Linked DNA regions of Zea mays: region 2 is linked to region 1. The links are chromatin contacts, called in public Hi-C maps. All regions are on one chromosome and are shown on one strand. Each heading gives the region's core, a stretch centred on a gene start, on an enhancer-like site or on the middle of the called end of the contact. The rest is flanking DNA. Distances are from core to core; before and after follow the strand shown. Region 1 holds the start of LOC100285807 (beta-expansin 1a). Region 2 has its middle 62 kb from the start of LOC103646909.

What was found. Hi-C and Micro-C count contacts between places; a contact is called where the count stands out from the background.
Region 2: a Hi-C map of ear shows a contact between it and region 1, with 2.1 times the contacts expected there. The contact joins the enhancer-like site here to the promoter of LOC100285807 in region 1. A contact is called at or near these places in 2 of 25 Hi-C or Micro-C datasets (ear and tassel).

Annotation. Positions count from the first base shown.
Region 1 is chr2:120,077,360-120,081,628 of Zm-B73-REFERENCE-NAM-5.0, reverse strand. It overlaps LOC100285807 (beta-expansin 1a), which reads right to left and starts at 2,001. Exons shown (of 6, transcript NM_001413991.1): 1 at 1,595-2,001; 2 at 735-819.
Region 2 is chr2:120,616,871-120,621,139 of Zm-B73-REFERENCE-NAM-5.0, reverse strand. No RefSeq gene overlaps it. Among protein-coding and RNA genes, the nearest start is that of LOC103646909, 62 kb to the left of the region's middle. Within about 2 kb of position 2,294, at least 17 of the 20 cell types and tissues checked have an H3K27ac peak or open chromatin away from gene starts, as enhancers often do. A contact at or near this core is called in ear and tassel, where this site is marked.

The sequences.
Region 1 (4,269 bases), core at 752-3,251:
CTTATCTTTCTAACAGCCTTAAAAGTCTCCATTATACCATCTTCATTCACAATGAAGAAAACTTCATTACAATCTACTAGTTACTTGTGAATTAAAAAAATTTACATTCCTACCGCCGGCTATTGATGTGCACTCCTAGTTTCTCACAACAATGCGCAATGCGCTACGCCGCTACCCAGGGGCCACCACAATCCTACGTTCCTAGCTTCCTACGAGTGTGCAAGACTGCAAGCTACCAAAAGAATTACAATCTTACTGGCTAGAACGTGTGTTGCAAGTACTGGGCAGACATGAAGCTCTGTGTTTCGATGGTCAGCGAGAAGCACCTTGTCAGGACATTCTTTGGTGGTGGGTCACATGGCTCTGGCCTCTGGGGCAAACCATGCAAGGAATGGAGGCATCAGGTCAGTGGTGCTTATATATGTGGGATTTGATGCTAGGGTGGTCCGATAATTCAATTTTTTTTTATATATCTCAAATGTAAATTGTTAACTTAGAATACAAGTACACAAGCTTGTCTTACAAACATCTCAAATCGACAATTAAATATAAAACTAGTAACTTATTCGCGCCCTGCGCGAGTTTTAGAACGTTGCTTTAGACACATAGAAGAAACATTATATGTGGATCTGTACACATAAAAGTAATATGATTATTTAAACATGCAGTTGTATGTAGTAGGAGAACAGTTCAGTCTACAAATGTATTATAATGTGGAAGTGTCACCTGCTCACCTGAATGTGTCGTGGTGTTTAGAGTCACCGAAAGGCTAAGCCGGCTGGTGTCCTTTCAATGTCAATCATATGGTTGGAAATAAAACTAATGGTGAAGCACCAGAAGGACACAGTAATATTGAGACAGCATCAGTTATCAAAATGGCATCTATAAACAGGAAAGTCCCTTTTAAGTACTTGTTTGAAGTTTTGCTCGGTAAAACTGGGACAAATGAGATTATCTTATAAATAATAGTTCAAAAATAAGTTTGGATTTGATGTGTTAGGGGGTCATCTCTCTTCCTCAAAGATTCTCATAAAGAGCATCACTACTACCCTTTCCGTACAACTTATGTGATGTTATGTATCTACTCAACAACCTAGGTTTTAGAGAGTCAAACTTTTCTAAGAAATTATTTGCAACAAAAAGAAACGAAGCCAATGTACTGTGAAAATAGAAAGGTTGGTACCGGTGCTGCTAGGAGGCTGAATAGCATGGCAATATCAATCACAAAGCTATAAAATAATTATCATGTTCATATCCGTAGGCCACAGGTAATATTCATATGGACTAAGGAAGACCATTCCCATAGTGAAAACACAGGGCTGAAGGTGAAGGAGCTTTAGTTTCAGACCACCAAATGAAAAATTGAACTTTTCGATCCTGCCAGCTTAGTACTCAGAGCAGAGATAAAGACCTAGTGGTCAATCACACCTAAAACTGTAATGTTAGCTATTGTGACATAAAACCAAAAAATGACACTCAATCCGGCCAGTGACAGTGCCCCAACTTGAGCATTACCACCACACTAATCATGACTAATCCAAACGCACAACCATCACCACTGACAGGCAGAGGCAAATGGAGGAGAAAAACGCACCTAGCATCTGCCTGTAGGAGGCCTGCCACCAGTCTTTGGGCGGGGGGTGCCTACGGGGGTGGACGCTATTGCGTCCGTGTCCGTCTTCTCCTCTGCTGCTACCTTTCGGCGGCGCTTGGCCCCACGCCCGCGCACCGGCGGGATAGCGCGACGACGAGGGAAGGGGAGGGAAGAAGCAACGACGAGGGGGGAGGTGGACTGGAGAAGCACGGCGAGGTGGAGAGGGAAAGGGAGGAGCCTCTTTCCTGACCACCAGGCACAGCACAACATGAGTTGGGGAGGATGCAATGGAACAAAGCTGTTGTGGGGCGAGCCTGCTTTCGCCGTGGATGGACGGTGTCGCGCGACCTCCTCCTAGAAATTCGTCTGAACCCTAGCTAGAATGCTCGTGGAAACAAAATAATCATGGTAAGTTTCAGGACAAAAAGAAAAGCTTTCAGCTATCTGACGAGCTCAGTCAGTCTACTGAAATTCAAAATCTTGATGACACATTGGTAACAAAGTTTGTATTGAGAGTTCGTACGTCAATTGGAATTGCAACAGGTGTTTGAAGTTTAGAATAGAATTAAGTTGCTGTGCCTATGTTGTTGGAGAAAAGAAGTCTTTGTTACTAATTTCTAGTGTGCGTAATAACTTGGGGCCTTTCATTATAAAACTCTGGTCGCAAAAATTCTAAGTTTGCAATAAAATATTTGCGAACATTAACCAGATTATAGCACAAATTTATAGCGGCTACCAATTAGTGTCACAAATCAGAGCAACTACACGTAGATAAACCAGACTTTTGTGTGGTCCTTTCGTCCAAAAAATGTCACCAACCATTTTTTTAAAAAAATTGTCTAGATTTATAAAAAATGTTAACGGTTTGTAAGTAAATAAACTAAATTTATTAAAAACATAAGTGGATGAAGACGAGCAGCGCATATAGAGGCCGAAACGACATGGTATCTGTAATACCCAAAAGTGTAAATAATGAAAATAGAGTTGATTTACTTATATGGTTTGCCTCCTTTAGTAGAGCATATGCATAATCATATTTCATCATGCTGGAGTTTGTGTGATTGTGCATTTAAGGGAAATGGTAATAAAAATACATTAGAGAAGAGAAAGAGTTCTAACCCAATTTGCACCTTAGAATTTAGAGAATGAGAAAGAGAAATACTATACAAAATAAAGGAAATGCATATATATATATTAACTATTTATACTAGTAGTGGAATTAGTGTATTTGACCCAAGTAGGAATATCACAACCAATTTGAATTCAAATGTGCAATCTAAGATTTGGAACTAGAAAAGGGAGGAAAGAAATAAGAAAAACAATAAAAAAAGGATTCTCAACTCGAATGGGCCGCAGAACCAATTTGGGCCCAATAATCACGCCAGCACGGACCGGCCTCAGCATTTTTGCTCCCCGCGCGCGTCCACCTGGGTCCGGTCAATTAGCTTCGGGGCCCACCTTTCAATCTCACGACACTGCACACTTGCTCTCGCTGACGTGTGTCACACCCGGTTCTGAGGGCAAAATCGAATGCATAACATATATCTGCTAAGATCTATTTTCCACACATATTTTGACGTCATAAGTGTAATATATCAAAAGACAATGCAATAAAGGCGTAAAGAGAGTAGAATAGTCTTTATTACAACATCCAGATAATAGTATCTTAAAATGTATCATCAAAGTAAAGCGGAAATAACATGGGTAATCTCCCACAGGAAGATGACCGGCACATCGTTAGACTCAGTATTCATCGAAATCTCCATCAATGTCTTCTTCATCACCCACTGATCAAAATATTAGCAAGGGTGAGCTCACTTATGTTCGGGGCTCAGCAAGTGGGGGAAAAACTAATGCAAGTTTAACAAGGTAAGGCTAAGGTTGAGCAGTAAGCATTTTAGTTGGTCAATATTTTATTAGCAACACCTGTCTTACTAATAAGTGTGTATCCCAAGTATCCCAATTAAACAAAGGTATAGGGTATATCAAAAACACTTAAGTGAAACCACTTAAGCAAACTGTCGGCGTTTCGACCCCGGGGGGTCCCTGGACCGACGAGTAAATTGTCGCCGCGTGTCCCAGCCCAGATGGGTCGGCGCGAGACGGAGCACGAAGGGGGGAAGAGACAGGCAAAGGGGAATCCCGCGGCCTCCGTGTTGCCCTGCGCCCAGGTCGGGTGCGCTTGCAGTAGGGGGGTTACAAGCGTCCGCGTGGGAGAGAGAGAGACTGTCCGCCAGCCCGTTCTCCCGCGCGGCCAACCATCTTGTACGAGAGCCATGGACCTTCCTTTTATAGGTGTAAGGAGAGGGCCCAGGTGTACAATGGGGGGTGTAGCAGTGTGCTAACGTGTCTAGCAGAGAGGAGCTAGAGCCCTAAGTACATGCCGTCGTGGCAGCCGGAGAGGTTTTGGCGCCCTGTTCATGTGATGTCGTGGTCGTCGGAGGAGTGCTTGAGCCTTGCGGAAGTACAGCTGTCGGGGTTGTCGGATCCTTGTTGACGTCTCCTTGCTTCCGTAAGGGGATGAGAGCCGTCGTCGTCATGGAGCACGCGGGGTGCCATCATTACTTGTTTACCGGGGCGAGCCAGATGAGACGCCGGTCTTGTTCCCCGTAGCCTGAGCTAGCTAGGGGTAGGGTAATGATGGCCTTCCCTGTGACGTGGCGGGTCTGAGCCCG
Region 2 (4,269 bases), core at 1,045-3,544, 540 kb before region 1:
CTGCACCACCACTCATCCCAACCATCAATTCTCTCTTTTACCCTTGTCTATGGTTTTATGGAGGTCATATCGGAAGCAAAACTACACATTTATTGATAGAATGACATATTAAAATGTTTGCTTCGTTGACTTCACTAAAACTTTTCCATGTATGGTTGGTGACTAGAGTGGTGCAAAATTGGACAAAATTGAAGGTGAACAACACCATCTAATCATATAGACAACAAATCATCTAGATACATGATTTCTCTTATACCGATCACTAGCGCCCGTATCTGTGGGGGTGCCTTATTGGTGCGTACCGATCACTATAGTCTAAAGTTTTTGCTGGACCAGCGTTTGTCGACTGTTCCTCAGCACCAGTGGATCAACAATCTCTTCGGCTACGACTTCGAGGTGGAGTACAGATCAGAGCGCCTCAATGTCGCGGTGGATTCTCTATCCCGCCGCTATTACGCGGACGACGATGCATCGCGGGCCACAAGCGCAGTATTGGCCATATCTGGGACATCATTTGCCTTCCTAGAGGACGTGTGTAGGGCCACGACAGCTGCAACCGACGCTCAGCAGCTGCTGGGTCGCCTCCGCACCGGTGACCTGGGCGTGCCATGGCACGAGGACGCAGAACTTCTACTACACGGCCGGTGCATCTACGTGCCAGACTCCAGGGACTTGCGCCACCAAGCGCTCTAGCTAGCTCACTCGGCCGGGCATGAGGGCATTTAGAAGACACCGCATCGACTCTGCGCCGACTTCTACATTCCGGGAGATCGGTCCCTGGTCGCGGACTGGGTCCGGTCTTGCGTCACGTGCCAGCGCAACAAGACCATGACTTTACCGCTCGCTGGGCTGCTACAACCCCTCGAGGTGTCGTCCCAGGTGTGGGCCGACATCTCCATGGACTTCATCGAAGGGCTGCCTAAAGTCGGGGGCAAGTCTTTTATCCTCACGATGGTCGATCGCTTCTCCATGTATGTGCATTTCATCTCGCTCGACCACCCATACACGGCATCGTCGGTCGCCTAGGCTTTCTTTGCTGGCATTGTTCGGTTGCACGAGTTCCCCACTTCCATCGTCAGTGACAGGGACCCCGTGTGCATTTCATCTGCAGCTACCGTCCGACTCACGCCTTCACGACATCTTCCATGTGGGCTTGCTGAAGCCCCACCGTGGTGATCCCCCAGCGGTGCCGGGTGCATTGCCACTGGTCCAGGACAGGCGCGTACTTCCGACGCCCGAACGAGCTCTCCACGCACGCAAATGATGCAATGTCTGCCAGGTCCTTATCAAGTGGCACAGACTTGGGGATGAAGATGCAACATTGGAGCTCTTGGAGGATTTCCGATCGACATACCCCGAGTTTCAGCTCAAGGACGAGTTGTTTCAGCAGGCGGGGAGAGATGTTATGACCAACATCCCTTATGTTAGGCGTGGGCCCATCAAGGGCTAGGGGCGCCGACGGGTACCGGGCCCTAGGCCCATAGTTATCTTCAGGATTAGGGTTTTCATAGTCTTTTATAAATACTTGTATGGACCATTAGTTAGAGGGAGCAGAATCAGATTATTCTGGCTTCCCTAATGGAGACAGTAGTTTGTCTCTCATGCTCGCACCAGCCTAGGTCAGCCACGGCGCCCAGCGCCGCAGCCCTCGTCTCCCTCGCGCAACTGTTCATCCTTATAAACTAAGGGAGTGTAATGCCTTAAAAATCCTATTTTTGGAATATGGGAAACTCTCTAAATATTTTGTAACGAAGTACTCTTTTTTTCTGCCTGCCTTGAAGTTATATCTCCTAAAATAAACATCCTTCCCAATAAAGAGTTAATTTAAAGGTACCCATATGAAATTAGTTGTCCCACTATTGAATTAAAAGTATTCTCTAAAAGATTTAAGCTATAAACATATCTTGGTATAGTTATACATTAGAAAATATTTTCCTAAACTAAATATTGCTTTATGTGTTTGTCATTATACCTAGAAGCATATAATGGAAATGATGAAGTAACAAAAAAATAAAATAGGGTGACTTCGCATTACATACATGTTGGAGTTTCTGTGTTGGTGCACTAAACTTAAACTTAAAATAGAAACAAGTTTGAATTTTGTTTGAGTCGGATTATAGTTTAAACTTTAATAGAAATCTGAAAACAAAAATAGAAAAAAGAAAAAAAACAAGAAAGAAAAGCAAAGGGAACGCCGCTCTGGGCCCAATCTTCATCCGGACCACTTCATCCACATCATGCCGCCTATGCCATCCCAGCTCGAGCAGATATACAACGCCGATAGGTGGGGCCGTCCTGCCAGTGAGTCACTGAGTGCCCACTATCACCGACATGCGGGACCTGCTGCCCTCTCGCCTTGTGCTTCTGCCGCGTGGGCCCTTTTTCCACTATTCATCTCCTCGTGCCTAAAAGAATCGAGCTCCCCCGCCGAGATCCTCTCCGCTGGCCGTAACAAACCCACCGTGTTGGCCGTAACAAATCAGCGCCCTGCAACCATCATCTATGGGCTGCGGCGTGAGGAAGCTGGAGGGGCGGGTCACCATCTGGAGCGTTGAAGAATGGAGTAGAGGGAAAGATGGTCCGCCACGTGTGCATCCTGCTGGGTGCACCGCTCGGGGCTTGGCAGACAATCGAGGAAAGCCTCCAGAGTCCATCGAACACGTCGGTGACCTCATATGGTGAGATTGGTGGCTGGGAGCACGGGAATTTCTCGCCGGGGACGTGGGATGCCGTGGATCCGATTTGCGTCATGGATGGGAGTGCCTGCTACATCATCGACGGTAAACAACCCTCTTTGTAGTTTGGCTTCATCTTTGCTATGCGTAGCTCGGGTAAGCGTAGAATCGGGGTCATCGGGGGACTGGGTCCCCTGGCGCCAGAGGGTGCGCCGCCAAGAGGATTGCGCGGGCCACTGCGACGGGAGCTAAGGTGGAAGGCGAGGGGTGGCGTTGATCTGGCAATGGATAGTGGCGATTCGATGCTCGTATCCCTTTGGCCTAATTAAGCCAGTGTCGTCGTGATCGAATCCGAGGGCTCTAGGGATGTTGCGGCGTGGCGCTTCCTTGGCCGTTGATGGGGAATCCTGTGGTGGTGGAAGTATACCGGTTTGGGAAGACTAGGATCTAATCTTATCCGTAGGCATACGATCGAATGGCCTAGGACGGGCTGTGGTTGCCACTGCGCCGTTTTCCGAAAAGACACCCTAGATTTCTTTCAAATAAAACCGCCATCCCCGGGTATTAAAAGAGCAGCGTATTTGGGTCTTGGTTTTATCACATTAGACCCTGGACTTCTCTAGAATTGTGGCCGCAGCCCAGATGGTAAATAAAATAGGTAAATTAATAAAGAAAATGATTTTAGTATAAAAATAAATCCTGAAACCTGTTTAATTTATATTTAATCCATTTTAACTCCAAAATGATCCATTCCAGTTGCATTAAATCCATAGTAATATTGTTTATCCCCTCGAAACTATTTAAGGTATGAAAATTAAATATAAAATGTATAGAAATTTAGATAATTCATATCTCATCCGTTTGAACTCCAAATTGACGCGTTCAAGTTGCATTGGTCTCGTGTTAGTATTACCTACAACATAGTAACATTATTTTATCATGTAACATGTTCTTAAAAATAAATATTTAATTTATCCAACCTAGGGTTATTGGATTAACATGTTAATATAGGATTCTAATTTGGATCTTCTGATGAAATATGATTATGTTGTAACTTATATTAAAAGTTTAGTTAGTTATATCTATTCTCACATAATTGATTTTAATCACCATAATATGTAGTTTATTTAGCAATCACTTAGAACCTGGTAAAACCATAGCTTCTTGACCGTAAATCTGATTTTATTAGTTCTCAAACCCACGGTCTCGTAGCATCATGTAGAATATTATTATGCAGCTTGTGCTTATGCTTGGTGTGATGTTAATTTTGCCTATACCATGTTTGTTTGTCTTGCTACGAATAACAGTGAGGTCACGAGAATTTGAAGATCATTCTGGTACCTAGAATCTCGAGTCCCAGGCAAGTTGTGCCCTTGATCACTTTTATTTACCCAATAATGTTCTCTATAATCATTTTGGCATGCATAGGTTTAATTTTGATGGGACCCAATAGGTCACCCTAGTTTGGTTATCTTTACACCTTGTTTACCCCTAAACTTTTGGGTAGTCTCTGCTATTGCTATATATGGTTTTGGGTGTTGAGATAACTATTGCACATGGTCATTCCTTATTATTATTGTTCTATTTTTGTTCA